Regions from separate parts of the Mus musculus genome. Here regions 2, 3, 4, 5, 6 and 7 are each linked to region 1. Evidence: chromatin contacts called from public promoter capture Hi-C and targeted proximity ligation data. All regions are on one chromosome and are shown on one strand. The core of a region is the stretch at or near the end of the contact, and the rest is flanking DNA. Distances in the headings are between cores, read along the strand shown.

Region 1 (3,435 bases), core at 835-3,334:
AGAAAGTACTAAAAACTAGAGCTACTAGACAACATTGATGATTTGCATAAGCCTGAGTTAAAAGTGACAGGCTACATACAATATAAGAACATTTCTGCAAGCTCCAAAAAAACGTTGAAGCCAAGAGTAGTGGTGCACACCTTTAATACTAGCAACTGGGAAGGCAGGAGGCAGGCAGATCTCTGTGAGTTCCAGGCTAGCCAAGGCAAGTAAGATCCTGTCTCAAAAACAAACAAACAAAAATAAAAAACACACAAAACTAAAAAATATATTTACAGACTTATATGTAGTACACTGTAATGGGGGGGGGGGCATAATTCAGAAGTGTGTAGGGGAAGCCAGAATGTAATTCAGCAAGGAACCTGGAGAGTTTGACAGGTGGGGTAATGTTCTATATTTTTCAATAAATGACATAAGAAAGATGTGCTTGTGTCATCATTTTTCATGCCCTATATATTGGTACAATGTTGTGGTGTGATGTTGTTCAAAATAAAGGGAGAGAAAGAAACACCAGCAGAGTTGAGTTGAGGGTGGAACCCCACAGGGCACCCAATCTCTGGCTTACAGGCACATCCACCTGCTCTGCTGGACTCACAGGGTAAGAAAGAACAGAACCTGAGAATCAACTCGGTTTAGAAGCACAAAATGAACACCTCCAGGCATTTCTTTGTGCTTACTGGGCAAAACCAACCCTGCAGGCTGTCTTAGCATAGGGTCAATCCAACACACTGTCCCCAAAGAAGTATATACAACAACTGCTTTGCCATAGAGAAACAAGCATAATTTTTTGATGCAAGTTTTCAGATAGTTCCAATGGACAGAAAAATGGGTTGAATTTAGGAACAAGGCAGTCATTTTACAGAGCTCATAGGAACCTGGAGACTCTGTGACCAGTATCTAGTGGAGGAGGAAATGAAAACTTGCATTTAAGAACACATTCAACTGATGTCCAAACTAAGAGCACAGAGTACCCAGAGAATGTGTGTAGCATGAAGAACATATGAATGTATGTACTGAACCCCCAAGTGTTAACCAGCTTTACCTGCAACAGGTGACAAATGAATTTGGCACATGCTAAGTACGTTGGGAAAGAACTATATCAAAGCCATCTTTACCACATCTGTGTAACATTAACATATGTACAGCCCACGGGCGCCAGTGAGGCAGGAAGAAGAGTGACTTACTGACCGTAAGGAAGGCCAGATTCGGTCAGACCCAGCCAAGGAAGGCCACTGGGCTGGGTCCCCGAGGCCACCATTGCTCCAGGAGGACAGGAGGGTGGTTCGAGCCAAGGCGGAAGGTGGGACTGCTGGAGAGGGCAGGCCCACACAACAGTCTTGGAAGGCCCAGGAGAAGACAGCCCCCACCCCCCAAAGCCAAGATGAGCTAGGAGTGGAGGACGTACCCTCCACTCGCCCCGGAGAGATGGGGAGGCGGGGCCTGTCACAGAGCCAGCCTGGCGGTCCCCTAGGCCAACACCTTTTCCCAGCCGCCCGTTGCTCACCTGGGCACGCAGCTGGATGAGCTCCGGTCCACCTCCCAGGTAGCATACAAATTCATCTGCACTGGGGCGGGGGTGCGGCCTGGTCCTGGACCGCCCGGAGGCGCAGAGCCCGAGGCCACCGCGACGGCCATGGAGGTGGAGGTGGAGGAGGACGAGGAGGAGGCGGCCGCAGCCGAGGTGGACGAGGAGGACGAGGTGGCCTGGGCCAGCTTGGGGGGCGTCGGCTGTTGAGGCTGCGGCGGCTGCTGCTGCGGCTGCTGCTGCGGGGACTGGGCGACCCCAGAGCCCCGCTGACTGCTGCCGCCCCCGGAGCCTCCGGGACCACCGCCCGCCCCTCCGCGTTCCGCCATGGCCTGGCCAGGGGAGGAAGGGGCGCGGGGCTTACGCAGACTGAGGGCACGCGAGCGACTCTCAGGCTTCCCCCCGCGGCGGCAGCGGCTCAGCGCGTCTCCTCAGAACGCCCGGCGGAGCGCGAGCCACCAGCGAATCTGCACGCACGCGCGGGCTTTCGCTGCGCGCGGTCCTCGCGCTCGCCCGCCGCCGCCTGTTGCGGCCCGCGAGGCCCAGACACTGGGTGGGCGTGTCCGAAAGGGGCGGGGAGCCGCGGCCCCACCCAGACCGGCGCCGAGGGGCGGGGCCAGACTCGCGCTCGGCCCCGCGGCCCCCGGGAAGGGGCTACAGCCCGCGCGCTCTCGCGGCGCGGCCCTGGAGTCCCTAGCAGGCCTCGGCGTGCAGGCTCCGCGCCCCTCCTCCCTCCGCCCTCCTCGGGCGGCTGCTACCCCGCCAGCGGAAACCCGGGTTTTCCGGGGCGCGGTCCCGGACCGGAGAAGACTGTACGAGAGCGCGCTCAGCCCCTGGGATCTGCAGTACACGTAGTTCTGGTCACGCGTTGCATGGAAATCGGATAGCCCGCTGTGGCGACCCCTTCTGTGGTTATTTCGCCCACTTCTGCAAAAGAAGCAGTAGGTAGAGATCCAGGGGCCGGCCACCACCTAAGGAGCTTAAGTTCCAGCTTGACTGTGGGCAGGAGCCAGTTGAGCTAAGGTTGTCTAGGTCCAACAGCCTTTCTTGGTACAGCGCCCCCGACACAGCCTTCTTTACAAAAGTCCCAGAGTGCCTCGGTGCTTTCTCAATTTCTAGAATTCTATTTCTCTCAAGGCCTGATCAGCTGCCATCCCCACACACCCCCACCCTACCTAGAGCTCTTGCACTCTCCTACACCCACACCTTCTCCCCAGTACTTGAGCAAATGTTATGGAATCCTGTGCTCCAACCTAGTCTAGTTTTTCAAAAAACTTCTCAGAACTCAGTGACGAAGACAAAACAAGCCCTTCAAACCCACCCACCCACCAACACACACACACACTAGTAAATCCAAGTAGTTAGCCAGTACTCTGGAACAATTGAGATTTTATTTAGAGACAGATGTTCTCCAATAGGTAAGAAATCGGCCTTTCTGCCACAAGGTCAATGAGGAAGGCCTGACCTGGCCTACTTCCCTAGCCTACAGTTACTTCCCAGCCTAGCCACGGTGCTAAGCTGGCTATTTTTATTCCCCACGGACAAAGCAGTAAGGTCAGACCAGACCCAAAGGTACCTTCAGCAGAGCCTTCACACACAGGAGGGGTAGGGATAGTGAACTACCCACAAGTTCAGTTCAGAACTACAGTCCCATAGTCCTATGGGCCATCTGTGATTACAGGCAAGAAGTAGATGCTTTTGCAGAAGCTAAAAGAGAGAGAGGTTCAAGAGCGCCTGTATTCATCCTTCCTTGGGAAACAGCTTTATTTACAAAACAAGTCTAAAATAAGAACAGGAAGTGACGAGCCTAGGGAGTCCAGATCTAGCTTTAGGGAGCCACAGAGAAAGCCCAGACATACAAAGAGCCTAAAGGCAGGCCAGCTATGCGAGCAGGACCTAAAATTTGAACT
Region 2 (3,293 bases), core at 81-2,580, 890 kb after region 1:
ATTCCTGTGTTGCATAACTCTGGTCATTACAGACATCACGACATGGCAGACACTACTAATCAATTGCAGTCTTTTTATTTTTATTTACTTTACTTATTTATTAAGAGACACCGTCTCTTCTAACCCAGGCTAGACCCCAATTCTGTGTAGCCATAAACTGCCTTGTCCTTCTGGTCCTCTTGCCTCCATTTCCCAAGGATTATAGGCATCTGCCACTGTGCCCAGATTTAGCACTTTTTGTTTTTTAAATATAAACTTGGACATAAAGATTCCTTTAAAAGTTTTATTTTGTGGGCTTGAGAGATGACTCAGCGATTAAGAGCACTGGCTATTCTTCCAGAAGATCCAGGTTCAGTTTCTAGCGCCTACATTTTTGCTTATAAATATCTGAAACTCTAGTTCCAGGGGCTCCAGTGCCCTCTTTTGGCCTCTGAGGACACGGGGCATATATGTAGGGCAGAGACATACATGCAAGCAAAACACTGGTATGCATAAATTAAATTTAAAAAGTTTAAATTCTTCATCATCAGTGGGACAGGGTCTCATCATTTAGCCCTGGTTGTCCTGTAACTTACTCTGTAGACCAGGCTGGCCTTTAACTCAGATACCTGCTGGGCTCTGCCTCTGAGTCCTGAGATTTGGAGGTTCGTGCAGTCACGAGCACTATCACGCCAGCTCTGATTGTTGATTTTTTGCATGAGTCCAACATCGGTCTCAGAGAGTTTGGAGTGGTCGTGTTGTCACAGTTCTTTTGTTATGCCTGGGAACTTTTATATTTTGAGAATTTTTAGTTCTTACTATGTAGCCCAGGTTGGCTTCAAACTCATGAATGATTCTCCTGCCTCTGCTTCTCCAGTGCAAGTACCACACCAGGCACACCCAGCCGCAGGCCTGGAAATTTGCTCCACCCTACCCATACCCTTCATAGATAAGGAAACCAAAGTTCAGAGAAGGTGAATCACCTTCTCAAAGCTGCACAGCTCCAGTGTGGACTGTGAACCTGGACTTTCTCAGAGACTATGGGGGCTCCTTCACGCACCCCACCCCAACCCCGCTTTTCCTCTAGGTTCTGTCCCTGGCATCCTGCCAGCCCTCTCCAGGATACGGTCTTGTTAACTGCTCCCATCTACCCTCCACCATCCTTCTTCTAGAGAAGGGGCCTAACCGGAAGGCTGCTCTTGTTAGGAAGTTCCACCCACGTGAGTGAGCGTGAGCGAGCAAGAGCCAGGGATTCTGGGCAGCCCATGGTTTTAGGAGAAACTGAAACTGGGTGTGCTAGGGGCGGAGTGGCCACTGGGGATTTAAAGAGCCACCACTTCCTTGGGCCTCCATAGGTCACTGGGAGGGGACAGCTGCTGAGGGGACATCCAGGACCAGACTGAACCTCTTTTCCCCTTGCCTAAGCCATGCAACTCTGTGGGAGTAGCGAGCTGCTGACTGAGACAGTGAGTACAGGGGACTAGGAAAGAAACGCTATGGAGAGAGACAAGGAAGGCTGCAGTAAGGTCACCATGATCTGTGTGACCTGGGAACTGGGCTGCACACTCCCATCTCACGGTTTAGTTCCTCCTGGGCACTGGAATGACTTCCTGGCGCTCACACTGCAGACCAGTCTCCAGCTTTGAACTTGGACCCTGCATGCGTGCGTACTGCTTCCTCGCAATCCATTTGCTCTCACCTTGCAGCGTTTCCCAGATCCTTCCCTTCTCTCTCTAGTCTCCCAAATCACAGCTGCCTTCTTTCCTCGCTGACTCTGTCTTTCTCCAGCCTCTATTCTGGTCTGAAGTTTGCCCTGAGGAGGATATAGCCACAATCCAAGGGACATGCAGAGTCCTCAGCCAGAGTGGCTGGAGTCTTGCCTGAGGTGGAGTGACAGAGACAGGGTCCCGCTCTAGGCATTTGACTTCAAGTTCCATTTAAGTTTTGTGGTCCCCGGGGTTGGAGGGCTCAGAGCTCTCAGGAGCAGTCCTCTCTGCCCAATGGAATCTCCATCAGTTCTAGGCAGCCGCCCCACTGCCCTGTGAGTGAGCATGGAGTCTTGTAGATCTCTTCTGTGCCAGGTAGGTGACATTCCTGCTTTGAGGAAAGATCTCGTGTATCCCAGGCTGGCTTCAAACTCACTATGTAGCCAAGTCTGGCCTGAACTAATCCTTCCATTACATCTTGCCATTTTGCCTAATTTTATTTGTTTGTTTTGTCTCCTCTTCCTACTCCTCCTTTTTCTTCTTCTTTTTCCCACTTCTGTGCCCTTCTAGTTTTGTGCCTGGTGCATAGTAGATGTTTAATAAATGTTTGTTGAAGGGATGGGGAGATAGCATAGTCAGTGAAGTACTTGTCTCGGAAGCCTAAAGACCTGAGCTTGGTCCCTAGCATCCATAAAGCACCTGGTTAGGTGGCAAGCACCTGTAAGCCCAGCCCTGGGAGAGGGGCGCTTGCTGACCAGGCAGCCCAGTCTTACTGGTGAGTCCCAGACCAGTGAGAGACTATATCTCACAAACAAACAACAAACAAACAAACAAACTAGGTGGGGGCCAGTTAGGAATGCTCACTGCTCTTGGAGAGGACCCGAGATTGGTTCCCAACACCTTCACGGGGCAGCTCACAACCAAATCACCTGTAACTCCAGCTCCAGGGGACTTAACACCTGCTTCTGGTTTCCAAGGGTACAGACACTCACATGCATACACAGGTCACCACATATACACACAACTTAAATTAAAAGAAGGCAGATGGCTTCTGAACATGAATGATACTTAAGGCTGTCCTCCTACAGTGTACACACACACACACACACACACACACACACACACACACACACAGAGGAAATTAAATGTTGTTTCAGTAAGTGAGTGCCAGCCCCTTTAGACTGAGTTGAGGACAGGCACATGGGATCATATCAGACCCTGACCCTGCTGCCTTTGTGGGGTTGTGGGCTGGAAGATCATAGGAATGGCAGCTCACTCTGGGGTGTCTACTCTCACCTTCTTTCCTTCACTGTCTGTGGACAGTTGGGAAAATACCATGTGCCTCTGTTCTACCATTGAGATTATTGCACTCAGAAGAAGCCAATGCTGACTTTTGAGAATGTGTGTTTGAGGTTGCTATGGTCTGGGTTCAAATCCCACCCTCCCTACTTATTAAGTAAGCTGTAAGCTAGACACGGGGTAGGGCTGGCGTTACTGTAAGGAGTGCAGTGTCTTCAGGAGGACTGTTAGTGCCATGGGAGGGAGGAGACAGACTTTGGGAGAACAGGACTTCTTGAGACTAGGCTTGAGAAAGACAACGTTCCAAGT
Region 3 (3,364 bases), core at 678-3,177, 850 kb after region 1:
CCCCCTCCAGGCCCAAGCTATTTATATACACCTCTAGTTCCAGGCAAACTCGTTTCCAGAGCTTGGCTCTGCCCACCTGCCAGCTCCAGTCATGTTCCCTCAGAGAGGCTACCCCACTTCCTCTCTCCTCTTCTAAGAAAGACCCAGCCATCTGATCCTTCTCTGGTCTTTTTGAGGTGCCACAAGACCAGACCTCCTTCAATCTAAATCCTTACAAGGCAGTGTTGTACATTTACATAGGGACACAGGCCAACATAACATAAAGGCTTGCCTGGAGCACAGGCTATTATGCTAGACCCAAACTTAAGGCTTCTGACTCAGGGTTCCCACTGCAGCCTGAGGGCACTGGCTTCCCTACACTTTCCCCTCTATCTGCAAGGGTCACTGTTGGAGGATGACTTGGCCCTAGTTTCCTTTCCAGGAAATCTTGGTACTGGAATCTTGGGCCACTTTTCTTAAATTAGTGAATTTAAGAGTCACTGTGTGTAGCCGGGTAGTGGTGGTGCACGCCTTTTATACCAGCACTTGGGAGGTAGAGGCAGGCCGATTTCTGGGTTCTGGGTTCGAGGCAAGCCTAGTCTACAAAGTGAGTTCCAGGACTGCCAGGGCTACACAGAGAAACCCTGTCTGGAAAAAAGAAAAAAAAGAAAAAACAAAGAGTCACTGTGTGCATGTATGATACAAATATATTGTCTCCACATATAAAATCATCAAAGAATCTGCCTGCCTCTGCCTCCAAAGTGTTCCCATACAAGGCGCCTGTTACCACGCCCACTGGACTTTCCTATAATTAAATCACCCATAGAAGGGAATCTTTTAGCACCTCCTGTTAGATATGTTTATGGGCCAGCCCACGGAGCAGTTCTTATAAGTTTGGAAAGCGCTTTCTAGGTCAACTCTCTCAGTACTATCCTACCTCCTTCCACCTCTACTATGTAGAAAACAGCCAATTTGAGAATGTCAGACCTGAGGTCCCACGTCGGGACTTTTACCAACTGACTTTCCCAAGAAGAAGCTATTGCTGGGGGATGGAAGTTACAGTACTCCCAAGCTATAGTTCGCCGTTGCTGCTACAATTGCGTCTTCCCCACCCCAGGCTCCTCGGGTCCCCGCACTTAGTTCTCTGGGATCGACTCACCCAAGTTGTAGAGCAGAAAGAGGCCCTGAAAAGCAGCCTGGCGGGGGTAGGGGCCTTTGCCCCGCGCGTAGCAGCGCCGCAGCGAACCGAAGCCTTCCTGCACCTGAGTCTGAAGCAGCACCGGGTCCGCGGCTCCGCGCGTCTCTTCTGGCCGCACCCGCGCCACCACGGCCAGCAGCGTGGCCAGCGCAGCCTCCAGCACTGTCGCTGCGTCCGCGTCGTCCACGCCCTGCAGCGACAGATCTAGCCGCACTGCGCGCAGGCGGTCGGCCACAAAGCTCGCCACCTCCGCGCACGACACGTCGCCGCGGCCAGCCACCTCACCGGCCAGATAACGCACGGTGGCTAAGAGCACTGGCGGCGGCCGCAGCAGGCTTGGCGGGGGCCGGGGTTTGCCCGCTGCCGGCCGGCTGTACTCCTTCACTGTGCGCTTGGGGTCGGCTCGGGGAGCGTTCCCACGGCCGCCTGGCTCCACCTCCAGTCGGTGCAGGCGGCGCTCGCGCTCGCGTCGGGCGCGCTCGGCGGCCGGGCACATGTCTGGGCACAGGCCCATGGGTAGTTTGCAGCCGGACATGGTAGGGGTGTGGGTAGAGGACGCACACTCAGCATCGCCGGGCCAGCGGAAGCGCGGCACTGCATCCTGCCGTGGGCTCGAGGGACAGACTCGAGCCCCAGTCTGGCCAAACGCAGCCTGCCGCGGCTTTCTCGATTTGCCGCTCCCGCGGCCTTTAGAAACGCCTCCCATAATCCATCGCGCCTGGCTTCGGTTTTCCCCCTTAAATCGTCCCATGATGCATCGGTTTGTAGTCCCGCGACGCAGGCCACACCTCCCCAGGGCTGGGATTTGTTGGTTTAGCTTTTTGTTCTTAGGGCTCTCGAAGTAGCAAGTCCTGCTTTACGTACGTGTCTATTATTTCTTTAACACACTCAGCTAGTGCTGCGTGCCTGTCATTCTTCATTGTTTCCCTATGCGTTTTGTTTTAACTGTGTACCTTTGCATGGTCTGGAAGTCACTATATAGACCAGGCTGACTCAGTAGAGATCCGCCTGTCTCTTTGCCTTCCAATTCCCGGATTAAAGGCGCGGCCACTCATTCATAGTTATTATTAGCATTCTGTCTAAGCTTCACTTCACAGTTAGCTGACAACAACCAGGTAGGCTCCACCCAACAGCTACCTGGCAACAGTCAGGTAGGCCTGACCCATTATAAAAGGGGCTGCTTGCCCCCTCCTCTCTCTTGCCTTCTTGCTCCTGCTCTAGTCCCTTGCCCCTCCCCCTCCCTGTGCTCATGGCCAGCTTCTAATTCTCTACTCCTCTACTTCTCTCTCCCCCCCTCCTCTCTCTGCCTTTCTCTGCCTCTAGTACCCTCTTAACTCCCCTTCCCATGTCCTGAATAAATTCTACTATTACCATCGCTTGGCTGGTCCCTCAGGGGGATAGGATGCCTTGGCAAGGGCCAGCTGAAGCACCTCAATGGAACATATTCCTCCTCTCTTTATCTTCTTATAAACATAATGGGTATGATGTGCCAGACACCGCTTATTCAACTCTGTTGGTACAATGTAAACTCAACCACAGACAATAATAAGCAAATGGACCTGGTTGTGTTCAGGCATGTGTTTTACTCACACGTATTTAAATTTTATGAGATTTTCACTAGTCAAAGAATCTTTTTTCTTCCAACCATAAAAAAAAAGAAAGAAAGAGAAGAAGAGAAAAGGAAAGGAAAGGAAAGAAAGAGAAAGGAAGGAAGGCTCTCAAGGGCCTTACAAAAAAGGCAGTGGGCCAGGTCTGGCTACAGACTCTGGTCTAGATGGGTGAACTGACAGGTTAGGGGCCCAGATGCCACTCACATAGAACAGATAGGCAGGATCAGAAGTTCAAGTCTAATTCCAAGGAGGCAGGCAGGTCAGAGCTGAGAAGTCTTTGCTTTTCTTATACTTGATCCAGTTAATACAGATATGGCCCCTGGTAGTCATACGAGCAGGAAGCACGGCCAGGTCCCAAAGAGAGCAGTGGGGGTGGCTGGCAGTGCTGGAGCTGACATCCCAGGAAGGGTCCACCCCTTAGGGCAAGTGTGTGTGAAGCATCTCTGCCCGCTTCAGGTACTCGGCTGCCTTCTTCTTCACACCTTCCCGGCGGGCAGGGGATGGGTCACCTGGAGGAAGCAGATGGCCCACCTACATTCAGAACCCAGGTCATAATGTGTCCTTTCCCTCCCTGGGT
Region 4 (3,176 bases), core at 308-2,807, 690 kb after region 1:
CAGGTGCAATCTGAGACCTCATCTCAACAGAAACAACAACAACAACAACAAAGAAAAGCAGAAAACACACCTGTTAGCTTTATAGGGACAATTTTTTTTTCTAGTAACACCTAAACTTGATTTTATATGCATGAGTATTTAGCTTGCATTGAAGTGTACAACATGCATGCAGTGCCTGAGGTGGCCAGAAAGGGGCACAGGATCCTCTGGAATGGGAGTTGCAGATCCCTTGGGTGCAGGGAAGTGAATGTCGGTCCTCTGGAAGAGCAGTCAGTGCCCTTAACCACACAGCCATCTCTCCAGCCCCAGGGCACAGAATCTTCAAAAGATTTCAAGTTCTTTTAAAAAAATGTATATATTATTACTTTATGTGCATTAATGTTCTGCCTGCATGTATGTCTGTGTGAAGGTGTCAGATATTGGAGTTATAGCAAGCAAAGCAGACAGGATGGCACTAATTCAGCTCTTAGCCTTGAATTCTCTATGATCCTCCAGGCCTCAGCCTCCCACGTGCTGGGGTAACAGGCAAGCCCACTTATACTACGGTTTTATTTCCTACAGTAAGAATTTCAAGGGGTACACACACTGCTATTCTGACACTGATGCACACATCTTCCAGGAGAGATGTGTGATTTAAATCTTTACCACTGGTCTCTGTGGAGCAATAGGATGAGGCACTGTACTCCAGAGCAAAAGTCAGGGGTCGGCACACAATCAGGCAACTAAGTCTCCTTGCCCATGTCCCTCCATCTATAAAGAGAGGGAGCCAATAAGCACCTTGAAGTTTCTTCCAAAGCTAAAATAAAGGACTAGGATCCACCTAGAGGAATTCCTATTTGCACAGATCACTAAAAACTCTGATGAGCAGGGCATGGTGGTGTACATCGTTAACCCCAGCACTCGGGAAGCAGAGGCAGGCGATCTCCGTGAGTTCAAGGCCAGCACAGTAATCTACATAATGAGTTCTGGGGTTACCCAGAAAGACTCTGTCTTTAAAAACCAAACAAACAAAAAAACCTCTAATGAGAAAAGTCATTGAGCAAGAGATGACTAGGTATGAGATGCAAACGGTTCCAATGTCTCCTATTGGTAATGTCACCTGTTGTTTAGTCGGGACCCAATAGGTACCACACAAGCATATAGAACTTGGAAGCGATCCTCTCGGTTCGGGACTCACGTTTCTCCAACAGGGAGTCCTCGTAGTCCAGGCCGAAGATCTGTAGTTCCTCCGCCAGCTGCTGGGTGGACACGGCCATGGTGACCCGGGAGTGGCCGGGCGCCTGCCGCCGGGCCCCGACCTCAGCTCTACCCTGCAGACGCTTATCCTTTCGCTTTACCGGAAGGTGACAGGGACGTGTCACGAGACCACCTGGCCTAAGCCCTCAAACGACCCCAGCCACCAGGTCACAGAGAAATACTTCAAAAGCCCTCGAGAGGTCTCGATCCAGAGAGAAAACTTGCTTCCGAGGACTACACCTTAGCTTCTCCGTGAGGAGCACAGCACAGGAAAAACCCGCCAAACGCTTTGCCTAGCGCGCGCTTGCGCGAGGTTCTGCTCGGGCCCCGCCCTCCCCGCGCACGCGCCGGTCCTCCCACTGCAGCTGCGCAGAACGCGCCTCTGCGCGTCACTCCGCGCGGAAATTGAGAATCGAGACCCCGTACTGTGGCTGTTTCAGGAGTCGCCTGTTCTGCTAAGCTCTGCGATGCTTGTTTGTCCCTTTTTTTTTACCCTTGGCCAGGAGGCGCTGTTTGTCTGTATCTTGCAGTGACTGACACGTGTGTCCAGCACGGCCCTGGAAGGGCACGTTAGCTCCTTCCTCCCCCACCTCAGCATCTCCATCCTGCTCTGCCTTGGTTCGTCCTGATCTAACGCTTTCGTAGGGAATGTGGTTATTATAGCTGTTATGATTGTCAGTCACGGGGATAGCGGGAGGGCAGGTCACTGAAGGGGGAGTGGTTAGAGAGTAAAACAAGGAGTGCATTCTCTTCTTGATGTATTTACCAAATTTTCGAACCAAAATCTCCATTGATTTGGCTTAGGTCAATTGATCTGTGACACCCTAAGAATGGAATGGAAGACTGGCAGAGCCTTTAAGAAAAAACGGTTTGAAGCTAGGCCTGGTAGCACACACCTGTAATCTCAGCACTTGGAGGCTGAGGCAGGTCTCTGCAAGTTCCAGCCAAGGCTATACAGAGAGACCCTAACAAGCAAGCAAGAAACACCAAACAGGACTGCAGAGATGGTTTAGCAGTTACGCTTACTGATCTCACAAAGGACTTGGGTTTGGTTCCAGCACTAGTGTGGTGGCTCACAGCTGCCTCTAACTCCAGTTTCAGGGGACCTGAGACCTCCTGACCTCCACAGGCTCCTACAATCACATGGTGCACATACATACACTCAGGTACTCACAAACACCCATTTAAAACCATGCCGCTAGCCCCAGCACTAAGGAAGCAGAAGCAGGAAGATTACTGAGTTTAAGGCCAGCCTGGTCTACAGAATGGCACCCAGAACAGCAGGGCCACACTGAGAAACCCTGTCTCAAAACAAAAACAAAGTGTGTCTGTGTGTTTAAAGGCTGATTGAACTTCAACTTTCTCAGTGAACATCGTGGCTCAAAGCTTCAATCTCAATATTTGGGAGGCTGAGGTGAGATATTAACACGAGACTGCAGCCGACTAGGCCCACATTTTAAGTCTGTCCAACAGAAAAACAAAACAAAACAAAACTTTACTGGGTTTTCACACTAGTAGCAGGAAGCACTGGGCTGGGCTGCAGGAATTTAGCCACCAGGTGGCAGCAAGGTCACACAACACTACGATTTAGTCCCTCAGTGCTGCCACACATCATTAACATCTGAGGCTTATGGCCTTTCTGATAAAGAGAGGTAAGATTTAAATACAGCCTCACAAACCTTGAACCAATTATCACCCATTTCTAGAGATTAGGGGTGTAGCACACCTGGCAGAGTGCTTGCCTGGCGTATCTAAACCTTGGGTGTGACCCTCAGAATCTGATGGCCATTGGCACATTTGTAATCCCAGTACTTGGGAATGAAGGACCAGAAGTTACCCTTAGCTACATCAGAAGTTCAAGGCCAGCCTGCTACAGGAGACCCTGCCTCAAATGAATGCATAAATAAAGCAAAGCCATCTTTCTTTCTTTCTTTCTTTCT
Region 5 (3,245 bases), core at 351-2,850, 970 kb after region 1:
GGAAGAGAACAGCCAGAGGCATCTGGAAGAGTCCAGAGCAGGGAGAGAGGGGAGCAGGGGTGCAGAGAAAGCAAAGAGGGCAAAGAAATGAACCTCCAGGGCTGGAGAGGTTAGGGGACAGGGTCTGCCAGCCAGGATGACTCTGTACCATGTACTTATGAGTAGGGACTCAGGTAGCCCAAGAGGTTAGCATGGACCTTGATAGATATACATTAGGCACCAAAGACTCTCATTGATGTGAGTCATAGTCCCTTTTGCCAGAGATAAGCAGAATGGCTCCTCTTAGCAAGTAGGAACTATCATCCCCCACTCCACCCCACCCCACCCTGCAGGACCGGGTTTCTCTGTGTAACCTTGGCTGTTCTGGAACTCCCTCTGTAGACTAGGCTAGCCTGGAATTCAAAGACTGGCTTGGTGTATGTCCCTGAGGGAATCCTCACTTTTGTCTAAATGTCTGAATTTGGGAAAAGGAATTTCTTGGGGACCTGACAGAATTTTTAAAAAGAGAGAAATGGGTGTGTGTGTGTGTGTGCCTTCAATCCCAGATTTTAGAAGCACAGGCAGATGCATCTCTGATTTCAAGGATAGCCTGGTCTACAGAGCGTTCCAGGACAGCCAGGCTACACAGAGAAACTTTGTCTCGGAAAAAACAAAAAACAAAAAAAGGAAAGAACAAGGAAGAAGAAAGAAAAAAAAAAGTGGAAACAAATAGTGCCTTTTTAGGGAGTTGTTAACAATAATGGATAAGATAAGCGGCTAGGAGGAGTGGGGAGAGGGGTTTTGTGGAGGCAAACTGGGAGGAATAACATTTGAAATGTAAATAGATGCCTGGCAGTGGTGGTGCACGCCTTTAACGCCAGCACTTGGGAGGCAGAGGCAGGCTTTAGAGGCCAGCCTGGTCTACAGAGTGAGTTCTAGGACAGCCAGGGATACACAGAGAAACCCTGTCTCGAAAAACATACAAACAGAAATGTAAATAGATAAAATAACAAATAAGCAAATGAAAAAAGATAAAGGACTAAAGCAAGTTTCATAGGGCTGGGCGTGATGATGTATGCACGCCTTAAATTCCATCATAGAGAGGCAGAGGCAGGAGGATCCTATGAGTTCAAGGCCAGCCTGGACTACAGTGTGAGTTTCAGAACCGCCAAATACAGAAAAGCTTGTCTCCAAAAAAAAAAAAAAAAAAGTTTTATAAAAGTGCAAATGTGCATTTGTTGCCAAAAGATAGACTGCAAAATTCGCACTGACTTTACTCCTCTGATAAGCTTGTCTACAAATTGGGTGAGTCACTGTTCCTTTAAATTCTTCCCAATCACCTAAAAAAAAAAAAAAAAAGTTGGACAAATCGGCACATGCGCACTCTTCCTGGCCCGGACTGTCGCCCTACGGTTGCAGCCTTTCCGCAGCTTGAAGCAAGGAGGTTAAAGGTCCTCCCACTCAGAATTTACGCGCAAGCGTAAACTACGATTGGGAGCATTTCATCTCGCAAAGAGCCCAGTCCCTTTTTCGCTCTTCAAGGCTCCGCCTCCCGCGGCCAATCAGTGGGCCTCGCCCTTCGCAATGACCAATGGCAGCGAGCGTGGGGGCGTGGTTGGGCGTCCGGGGGCGCGGCCTGGCGCTGAGAGAAGCGGCGGGGCGAACCGGGGGCTCTAGTGAACAGCACAGCCGGACCGAGATCGCCGGCTGTCGGCCAGCGGAAGCGGCTCGGGCCCGGCGGTCCCCGAGATGTCACGATGGCTGTGGCCATGGTCGAACTGTGTGAAAGAGCGTGTCTGCCGCTACTTGCTACAGCACTACTTGGGTCACTTCTTTCAGGAGCACCTCAGCCTGGACCAGCTCAGCCTGGATCTGTACAAGGGCAGCGTTGCCCTGCGGGATATTCACCTGGAAACCTGGGTGAGGAGGCAGGGCAGAGGTGGGATGGTGTGGAGAGAGGGAGCACGGGCCAGCGAAGGGTCCTCGCGGAAGGTTTGGGCTGGAGGACAGGCACCGTGTTTGGAGAGGCCAGTGGGTCTCGACCGCCTCCGCCAGGCCCCCTGGCTGGCCCGTCACCACTTAACCAGAAGCTAGGAGAGAAGTCTCTGTCTTCACCTCTCTAGGAGAGACAGACTAGGAAGTGAGGTGTTACTTTAAAAAAAAAAATGTCACCATCATCATACGGAGTTTGGGAGAGCTGCTTGGGGAAGGGGATTCCCGGGAGCTAGGGGAGCAGAGAGATGTTGTGGGGAGCCAGGCAGTAACAAGAGCTGGAACTAGGGTAGTCAGGGAGGCTTTGGGGGTGTTAAGAGCCCTGCCAGGGGCACCTGTAGAAAGATGTGTCCTGACCTCCTCACCCCATGATCCTGGGCATAAGGGGTGGAGATCGCCCCCGGATGTGGATGTCAACAACAGCGTCACTGCCTTCTGTGTTGATCCACACCTCGTGTGACTGTTGCTGCTCTCTACTTCCTGCTTTTGGGAGAGTGGGAGGGGCCTAGCTTGGGTTTAGGGAAGGACTTGGTCTCTGGCATCTCTACCTGGAGGGCAGCCCTCCAGGAGAGGTGTAGAGGTTTAGCTTCAGGCTAGCTGGGGTGGGGGATGGGAGGAGAAGCTGGGCCTGATGCTCAGGAGGTCTGAGGCCTAGGGTATGGAGTTGAGCAGGAGGCTGGGGGTGGCAGGTGAGGGGCATTGACTCACAGCTGATGGCTGGGAGTAGCCAAGGAGCCACCAATTAGAGGCTCCAGCTAAGGGCTGGTATGGGGTCATCCTAGCTCCAAGAGCAGTAGAATGGGCATGTGGCAGGGCTGGCCTCTTTCTCTTTTCTAGCTGGCCTATGGGTCTGCAGCTTCACTTAGAAAGAGCTAGAGGTGAGCCATGCCTTTGGGAACAAATATGGGTTGAAGAGATGGTGGCATCTTCTAATGGCCTGGTATAAGAGGTGTCTGACCTTCGCCTCTTAAACCGCTCAGAAAAATATCCAACATCTGGGTGTTCCCTTTTTTTTTTTTTTTGCTTTCAGCCAGAATGCCTTCTCAGTCCACTCTCTTGTTTCTTTTTTTTTTGGGAGGGGGGGCTGTCCAGGGCCCTGGCTGTTTTCTAGCCTCTCCCAGACAGCCCAGGCACCTCACTTAAGCCCACCCCTCTCTGCTCTTCACCCTACAACCCTACCTTGAAGGCATTCCAAGCAACTACATGGTCCAAGGACCAAGTTGAGCCCTTCCCAGCCTCAGCTTTCCTGGTACCTGGAGTGACTAAGACAAATG
Region 6 (3,088 bases), core at 433-2,932, 830 kb before region 1:
GGTCTACAGAGTAAGTTCTAGGGCAGCCAGGACTATACAGAGAAACCTTGTGAACACACACACACACACACACACACACACACACACAAAACCCCATAAACAGTTCATGGACTTTTCTGCCTAGTGTCTAGGATGCCTGCCCCAGGCCAGTGTTGCAGAGCCTTCCCCACCCCCTCCACCTTTAGGTGCCTCCTCTGATCTCCTGGTTCCCACGTTGGTTGGGTTCCCATGGGCAGTACCTAAAGACCTGGAAAATATCTCCTATACTTAAAAACAAAAAAACTGTAACTGGTCAAAGAAGGTGACGTCAGCTTTGCAAACCACAAAACCAAAGGCTGTGAGATGGGTATGGTGGTGCATACACGTGATCTGAGCAATCCTTGGGCCGAGAGACAGGAGGACTGAGCGTACAAGGCCTCCACAGTAATATCCTGTCTCAAAAACAAAACAGGAACCACTAAAGTAAAACGACAAAAATACAACCCCCCCCCCCAAAAAAAAACCCAACAACCATAAAAACCACTGGTATTCAGAGTAGCAAGCAAGACTGTGCCCTATTTGCCAGGTCAGCTTCTCTGGCTCCTTCCATCAAATTACCCACTTCTGCACAATCCCAGAGGCCAGAAGGACGTGGGGACAGGAAAAGAAGGCTTGCTGCTGAAGGCAAACCCACAAACACACAGGACCCCCACTCCTCGTGGAGGCACAGAAGGAGGGCTCAGCCACTGTTCTGGTCATGGGGTCCTTGAGGACTCACAGTGACAAGCCCAGAGAGCCAGGATGCAACCAGGTACCGCACCGAGCCGGCCATCAGCCTTCAGCCTCACTGTCCCAGCTTTCTTCCCCCTATCAGGTTGCTCTGAGAAACTGAGGCTTGGTTAGAGTCGAAGTATGGCATAATCAGACTCTTCAGAGAAGGGTCGGTGTTCCAGTTTTCCTCTCTAGGGTAAAGCATGGGGATTTGCACCATAGTGGATGGAGAAGAGGTGATGTCGCCCGACGAACATCACTTACTAACTTTCAGCAACTAACTTTCAGCACTCTTTTCTATACTACGCTCGGGTAGGGGCTTTCAGTCCTATCATGTAGTTAACCTTCAGAGAGGTTAAGGGACTTGCCCAAAGGCACACAGCTGTAAGAGGCAAAGGCTTGATTTTACTGCTGCCAGTCGAGCTCCAAAGTCCTCACACTCTCGTCGCCAAGTAGTGACAACAACTGCTCTCGTAGGATTTGCTATTTCCCTAGGTGGCCCAATTCAGTCCCTGTGACACCCCTCCCCCTAAGTGCTATTAGTCCCACTTTGCTTCTACTGGCTAAAACTGAAAAACTCTGCCTTCGACCCCAGGCCCTGCTGAGATTTCCCCCTAGGAGGCTAGAGCTGGGTTCTTTCGAGGCAGCTCTCAGCAGACCCGCACATGGGGGGTGTCCCCAGCGCAGGGCCAAGGATGAGGGCACTCACCTCTGGGAAGGCCCCTTTGGCGAAGACCATCATCAGTGACGTCTTCCCGCAGCCCCCGTCGCCCACCAGGACCACCTTGACCGAGTGCCCGCTCTGCGGCGCCTCTTCTCCCGCAACCTGGGACGCGTTCATCCCTGGCTGGCGGACGGCGGTGCGCGGAGCAGCAGGCGGTACGCGGCGGGCTGGCTGCGGCGGGCGCGGGGCTGGCCCGGCGGGACAGGAATGTGGAAGGGGCGGGGCGGCGGGAGGAAGTGGGAGCGGGGCGGCCGGGACAGGAGGCGGCCCGGGGGGCGGGGGACACCCAGCTCAGGTGAGAAGCCCGGGACAAGATGGGGGTGCGGCGCCCGCCCAAGGGTGGACGCTCCTGGGGTCCGGTCTCCTGGCGTCCTGTCTAGACACTCAAGAAAGACTTTTGCAGCACCTACTGCGTGCAGTCGCTGAGGCCGCAGGGGTGAGCGGAGACCTACGCCTCCAGAGGGCACCCAGGGCTCGTGGGAGAGTAGACAAGTACTTGGAGAGAGGCTGGGGACAGGGAAGGAGGAAGCACCTGGACTATCTGCCATGGGTGGGAGGTTATTTTTATGAATGAATGGGTGGGTGAATGAATGAATGAATGAATGAATGAATATGAGTTTCTGCTATTTGCGGACCTCCTCCAAATGTTGTAGGCCAGATGAGAAAGGAGTGGCCCGGGCATGCCCTTGTGGGTCACTGCAGGACCTCTTCAGCCAGCTCCAGGAAGTTTCAATGAAGGTGGAATTACCACGCATCTCACCCAGGCAGCCAGTGAGCTAAGGAAAACTATGGAACCGTCCATCTGTAGAGCTCAGAGCTAGCTCTGGCACATGGCAGATGTCATGAATGGTTCATATTATGGTATATAGTATGATGGCCTTTTAGTTTTATTTTTTACGCGTGTGGGCGTTTTATCTGCATGTATAGACATAGACATGCATCCTGGTGTCCTCTGCACTCGGAAACCCTGGAACTAGAGTTACAGACATTATGAGCCACTATGTGGGTGAACCGGGATCCTCTGGAAGAGCAGCCAATGTTCTTAACCTCTGGGCCATCTCTCCAGCTCTTTGGTATAATGTTTAATCAATGCAGATGATCCTTAGTTTCTTAGAGTCTGGGGACCCTGCACTGTTCCGATCAAAACCTCGACTCTGAGAAGCCTAGAATAGGAGGTGTCAGGACAGGAGAAAGGAAAAAGGGGCTCTTCGAAGAGACTGGAGCAAGGTAGCCACGCCCCCACTTCTTAGCGACAGGACAGAGGGCGGGACTTGGCTGAGGAGCTAGTATCTGGAGGGTGGAGCACTTTGGATTTCAGGAATAAATCTTACTTTTCTCTAAATCTCCGCAACCTTCTTTGTGATCAGATTTTTCTTTTTAACTTTTGGTGAGCATAAGTGGGCTGGAAATGTAGCCGCGCTGCCCGGATGCTTAACCAGCACTCATGAAAGCCTCGGTCCCATTCCCAGTTCCACATAAACCGGGCTTGGAGATCCATGCTTCTAATTCCAATACTGATGAGGTGAAGCCAGGAAAATCTGAAGCTCAATGTCAGCTTGGCTGTTCAGTGAGTTCAAGGCCAGCATGGATTAGATATTCTGTCTAAAAAAGAGG
Region 7 (3,345 bases), core at 518-3,017, 880 kb before region 1:
CACAGATATAATGCAGGTGAAAAGGCTCAGGACTTTTACTTCTCTTCTTCTGTATGTTTGCTGGTGTGTGTGTGTGTTTAAGTTTTGTTGTTTTGAGACAGGATCTCTCTACATAGCCCTGGTGGTCTTGGAACTACAACATAGACCAACCAGGCTTGCCTCCAACTTACAAGAGACCCGACTGCCTCTGCTTGCCCAGTGCTGGCAAAGGTGTGCAGCACCAAACCCAGGAAGGACTTTTATTTCTAAAGTGCTGAATGGCCAGGTGAAGGTGAAGTACACACAAAACTAAGCCAGACCCTAAACCAGTGAGTTCTCAAACAGGTAATAACAAATTATAAGCAAAACGGGGAGGTTACTTTCATTAAAAAAAAAAAAAAAGAGGGCAAGAAAAATTTGGTTTTACAGAAAGACTTCAAACCAATGTCCCATATCCTTCTAGTAAGGAACTGCCTTCCCCAAACTACCATCCACCTCAAGGTGGACAACTACAGAACAAATTTGAGAGTTGCAAACGGAGGCAAAAATACCATCTAATCTAGATGAGTAAATAATAAATGAAACGTCTCGATATATGGATACGGGTGAAACATCCATTAAATAAAGGCCGGTTGGCACGTCAATCAATCCACAACACCAAGCAAGGGTTTTCGTTTTTCTAAATATCTTTCTCCAGAATAATGGCTTCTAATTGGATATACAAATGTTTTTTTTCTCTCTTGTAAATATAATACGGCCACGTTAACAAAATCCTTTCAGAGGACCCGATGACATAGTTTGCGAGAGCAGTTCGTGGCACTGCCCTCCTCGGCCTCGGTCGCGAGGGACACAGTCTGCACCCCAGGGCCGGACAGCAAAGCGGTAAACCTCGACTGCTCCCCTAGGGAAAAGGCGTTCTGTGGCTCACCCCTTGCAAAGAAATAAAAACTTTACATTAAGTCTTTAGATAAGACCGGGAACCAAACTTCCCAGGGCGGGGGAGGGGGGAGGGGAAATCTCACCGAGGATTTTGTTCTTGAGTTCTTGTCCAAGAGAGAAGTAAAATTCCAAACACAGACAAAATAAAATCCCAAACGTCGTCTTCGGTATTTCTGTGTATTAACCCAGTATCCAGAGAAGGGTCAGAGCGACCCGGAAAAGAGGAAACAGTTACTGAATCAAACCTCCTCTTCTGGCTTTTACAGACTCCGCGTCCGAGGCGTCAGGGAAGCAAGACCACTCGGCTACTCCCCCAAGCTGGCGGTCAGCAGCCCCAGCCCGAGACCCGGGTCAACCGGGCCGCGGGAAACACCCTCCTCTCGGTACCCTCAGCCGGCCACAGCCGCTACCGAAGCCCAGGAACCGCGGCCGATCAGCTGAGACCCGCCCGGCCGACGCTCCCCGCGCCGCCCGGCCCCCCGGAACGCGGGCCCCGGCCCCGGGGGGCGGAGAGGGCGGGAGCAGCGAAGCGCCCTGACCGGGGGCCTTCGGCTGCCTTTGCGTCGTCCCCTGAGCCGGGGCTCCGCGCTGCGGGACGATCCCCCGTACACCCCCAGCTACTCCCCAGTAGCAGAGGAGGGACTCCGGGGGATGGGCCCCCTGACGTTGCCCTTCCACGCGAAGAGCCCACTGCCCGGGAGGGAAACAACCGCGACGGGCCCGGGAACTGGAAAGGTGCTCTGCGGCCCGCCGCCGCCGCCGCCGCCGCTGCCGGGGAGGGGTGTTGTTTCCCTCACACAGGAGGATCCGCTGAAGCAGCCGCCGCCATTTTGAACCCGTCAGATTCTCACATACACACAGCTCCTCCGGCCTCACTGCGCAGGCGCCCTCTCTTCACCACCACCCCCTCCCTCCCGTCGCCTCTCCACCCCCACCTCTTTCGAGCCTCCCTGCGCGTCTTACCGCTCTCCGGGACACACGTGAACGCGCACGCGTCACTCCCCCCACCCCACCCCGCCCCCTCTACCACGGACACACCGCCGGAGCGCGCACGCGCCGATTGCGTCGGCCTCGAATCGCCCGCGCCCCGCGACGCCGACGCGGTTCCCCGCCCTCCCCCCCTCGCGTCAGCCCGCACGCCCTCTGGCCGGCCTACCGCCCCCGCTCCCTGCCCGCCTCCTCTCAGGTCGCCGGCTCGACCGGGTGCCTGCGCCTGCGCGCCAGTCGCGAGCCTCCTCCGCGCGCGCTCTCTCTCTCCCCCACACCCGCACACAGACACACACGCACACACAGACGCGCGCGCGCGCGCACACACACACACACACACACACTCGCAACTTCGCCGGTGACCCCGCCCACCGCCGGCCAGCTGCGCCAGCCGCCCTCCCTCCCCCACTACTCTAGGGAGGGTTGTGACCCCCGACCCCCACAAAACACAGCACCCCGCCCCAAGCAGTAGGAAGCATCTCCCCTTCCCCTTCGAGCCACCTCTGCTGGGTGGTCAGACGGGTCACACAAACGTGGGCCAGACGGCCTGGGTCAGGGCAGCCGTTGGCCGCTTCAACGCGGGGTCCCCCGGGGTCATGCCATGGGAGCGGGCCAGAGCCGGGTGCTGTGCTCGGGTCTTGTCAGACCCAGGGAGTGCACGGAAAGAAGCGCCCTCCCGCCGGGCGCCCTCCCTCACGCGCCGGCCGGCCGAGGCCCACCTGCTCGCCATCCCGGAGTAGGCCCCTGCGCCCCCCGCTGCAGGGCCTGGCCGCCCTTAGCACGGGGGGAGCTCCTGTCCGTGCAGCGAACCGGTTTCGCCTCACCCACTCCTCGCCGCTCCGAAGGGGCAGGAACCGGTAGCAGTAGCATGTCTGTCCCGAGCTCTGTTCCCTCAGGGCAGCTCCAGACGCTTGACAAGGGAGTCCACAGGTGCTGTGCGCGACAGTGGGATCCACGACGGCTCAGGGGTGGCAGCAGCTAGCACACCCCACTGCGGGCCGCAGGCTCCCAGGGAGGTGGCCCAGGGAGCCCCTGCTGTTGGCCACGCTCAGGTTTCCGTAGCGCCGGTGCCCTCGGCGGCCCGGGTGGGACGTGACCCCGCCCCCGGCGAGTCGGGGCACCCCCCACGGAGAGGGGCGCGGGCCGCCCCTAACCCCAGGGCCGCGGCTTGCGAGGGAGGCCCAGCCGAGAAAATGTCTCCGGTTTGTGTGCGCAGCTTCGCGCGAGGGTCAGCGATGGGGCAGCGGCGGCCCAAGCTGCTCGGCCCTGCCGACGAACCGGCTCCCGCGGCTCGACAGCCGCCCGACGGGCAAGCGGGCTCCGGACGTCGACGGAGCCCAGCCAGAGGTAACAGCAATGCCATGCGAGCAGCCCAACTGCGCTCAGGGCAGTTCCCCAGCCAATCTCGTGCTTTGAGGCCCGTTTAAATTGTAAATCCCA

What was found. Promoter capture Hi-C pulls out the DNA fragments that hold promoters and counts their contacts. Capture Hi-C pulls out chosen DNA fragments and counts their contacts.
Region 2: a promoter capture Hi-C map of liver shows a contact between it and region 1, with 5 times the contacts expected there.
Region 3: a contact with region 1 is called in a promoter capture Hi-C map of pre-B cells, with 2.3 times the contacts expected there. A contact is called at or near these places in 2 of 39 promoter capture datasets (liver and pre-B cells) and 2 of 130 datasets of targeted methods (bone marrow-derived macrophages and memory CD8 T cells).
Region 4: a contact with region 1 is called in a promoter capture Hi-C map of pre-B cells, with 5 times the contacts expected there. A contact is called at or near these places in 2 of 39 promoter capture datasets (liver and pre-B cells) and 1 of 130 datasets of targeted methods (microglia).
Region 5: a contact with region 1 is called in a promoter capture Hi-C map of adipose tissue, with 3 times the contacts expected there. A contact is called at or near these places in 4 of 39 promoter capture datasets (hippocampal neurons, liver and pre-B cells), 2 of 130 datasets of targeted methods (astrocytes and memory CD8 T cells) and 1 of 9 other capture datasets (adipose tissue).
Region 6: a contact with region 1 is called in a targeted proximity ligation map of pancreatic cancer cells. A contact is called at or near these places in 5 of 39 promoter capture datasets (the 3T3-L1 cell line, hippocampal neurons, liver and 1 more) and 2 of 130 datasets of targeted methods (bone marrow-derived macrophages and pancreatic cancer cells).
Region 7: a contact with region 1 is called in a targeted proximity ligation map of embryonic forebrain, with 2.5 times the contacts expected there. A contact is called at or near these places in 1 of 484 Hi-C or Micro-C datasets (embryonic stem cells) and 1 of 130 datasets of targeted methods (embryonic forebrain).

The regions. Positions count from the first base shown.
Region 1 is chr19:5,271,035-5,274,469 of GRCm38.p6, forward strand. It overlaps Pacs1 (phosphofurin acidic cluster sorting protein 1), which reads right to left and starts at 2,085. Exons shown (of 24, transcript NM_153129.3): 1 at 1,505-2,085. The coding sequence starts at 1,854. Sf3b2 (splicing factor 3b, subunit 2) reads right to left here. Exons shown (of 21, transcript NM_030109.2): 21 at 2,887-3,435. The coding sequence ends at 3,422.
Region 2 is chr19:6,163,109-6,166,401 of GRCm38.p6, forward strand. Batf2 (basic leucine zipper transcription factor, ATF-like 2) reads left to right here and starts at 1,331. Exons shown (of 3, transcript NM_028967.2): 1 at 1,331-1,445. The coding sequence starts at 1,407.
Region 3 is chr19:6,116,659-6,120,022 of GRCm38.p6, forward strand. It overlaps Sac3d1 (SAC3 domain containing 1), which reads right to left and starts at 1,928. Exons shown (of 2, transcript NM_133678.3): 1 at 1,139-1,928. The coding sequence starts at 1,928. Snx15 (sorting nexin 15) reads right to left here. Exons shown (of 8, transcript NM_026912.2): 8 at 2,741-3,296. The coding sequence ends at 3,205.
Region 4 is chr19:5,962,649-5,965,824 of GRCm38.p6, forward strand. It overlaps Pola2 (polymerase (DNA directed), alpha 2), which reads right to left and starts at 1,558. Exons shown (of 18, transcript NM_008893.3): 1 at 1,178-1,558. The coding sequence starts at 1,256.
Region 5 is chr19:6,240,068-6,243,312 of GRCm38.p6, forward strand. Atg2a (autophagy related 2A) reads left to right here and starts at 1,601. Exons shown (of 40, transcript NM_194348.3): 1 at 1,601-1,899. The coding sequence starts at 1,729.
Region 6 is chr19:4,437,761-4,440,848 of GRCm38.p6, forward strand. It overlaps Rhod (ras homolog family member D), which reads right to left and starts at 1,683. Exons shown (of 5, transcript NM_007485.5): 1 at 1,460-1,683. The coding sequence starts at 1,591. A930001C03Rik (RIKEN cDNA A930001C03 gene) reads left to right here and starts at 1,563. Exons shown (of 3, transcript NR_045990.1): 1 at 1,563-1,629.
Region 7 is chr19:4,395,310-4,398,654 of GRCm38.p6, forward strand. It overlaps Kdm2a (lysine (K)-specific demethylase 2A), which reads right to left and starts at 1,768. Exons shown (of 21, transcript NM_001001984.2): 1 at 1,002-1,768. 9430078G10Rik (transcription initiation factor TFIID subunit 4) reads left to right here and starts at 575. Exons shown (of 3, transcript XM_030251152.1): 1 at 575-584; 2 at 1,021-2,141; 3 at 2,802-3,332. The coding sequence starts at 575. The coding sequence ends at 3,332.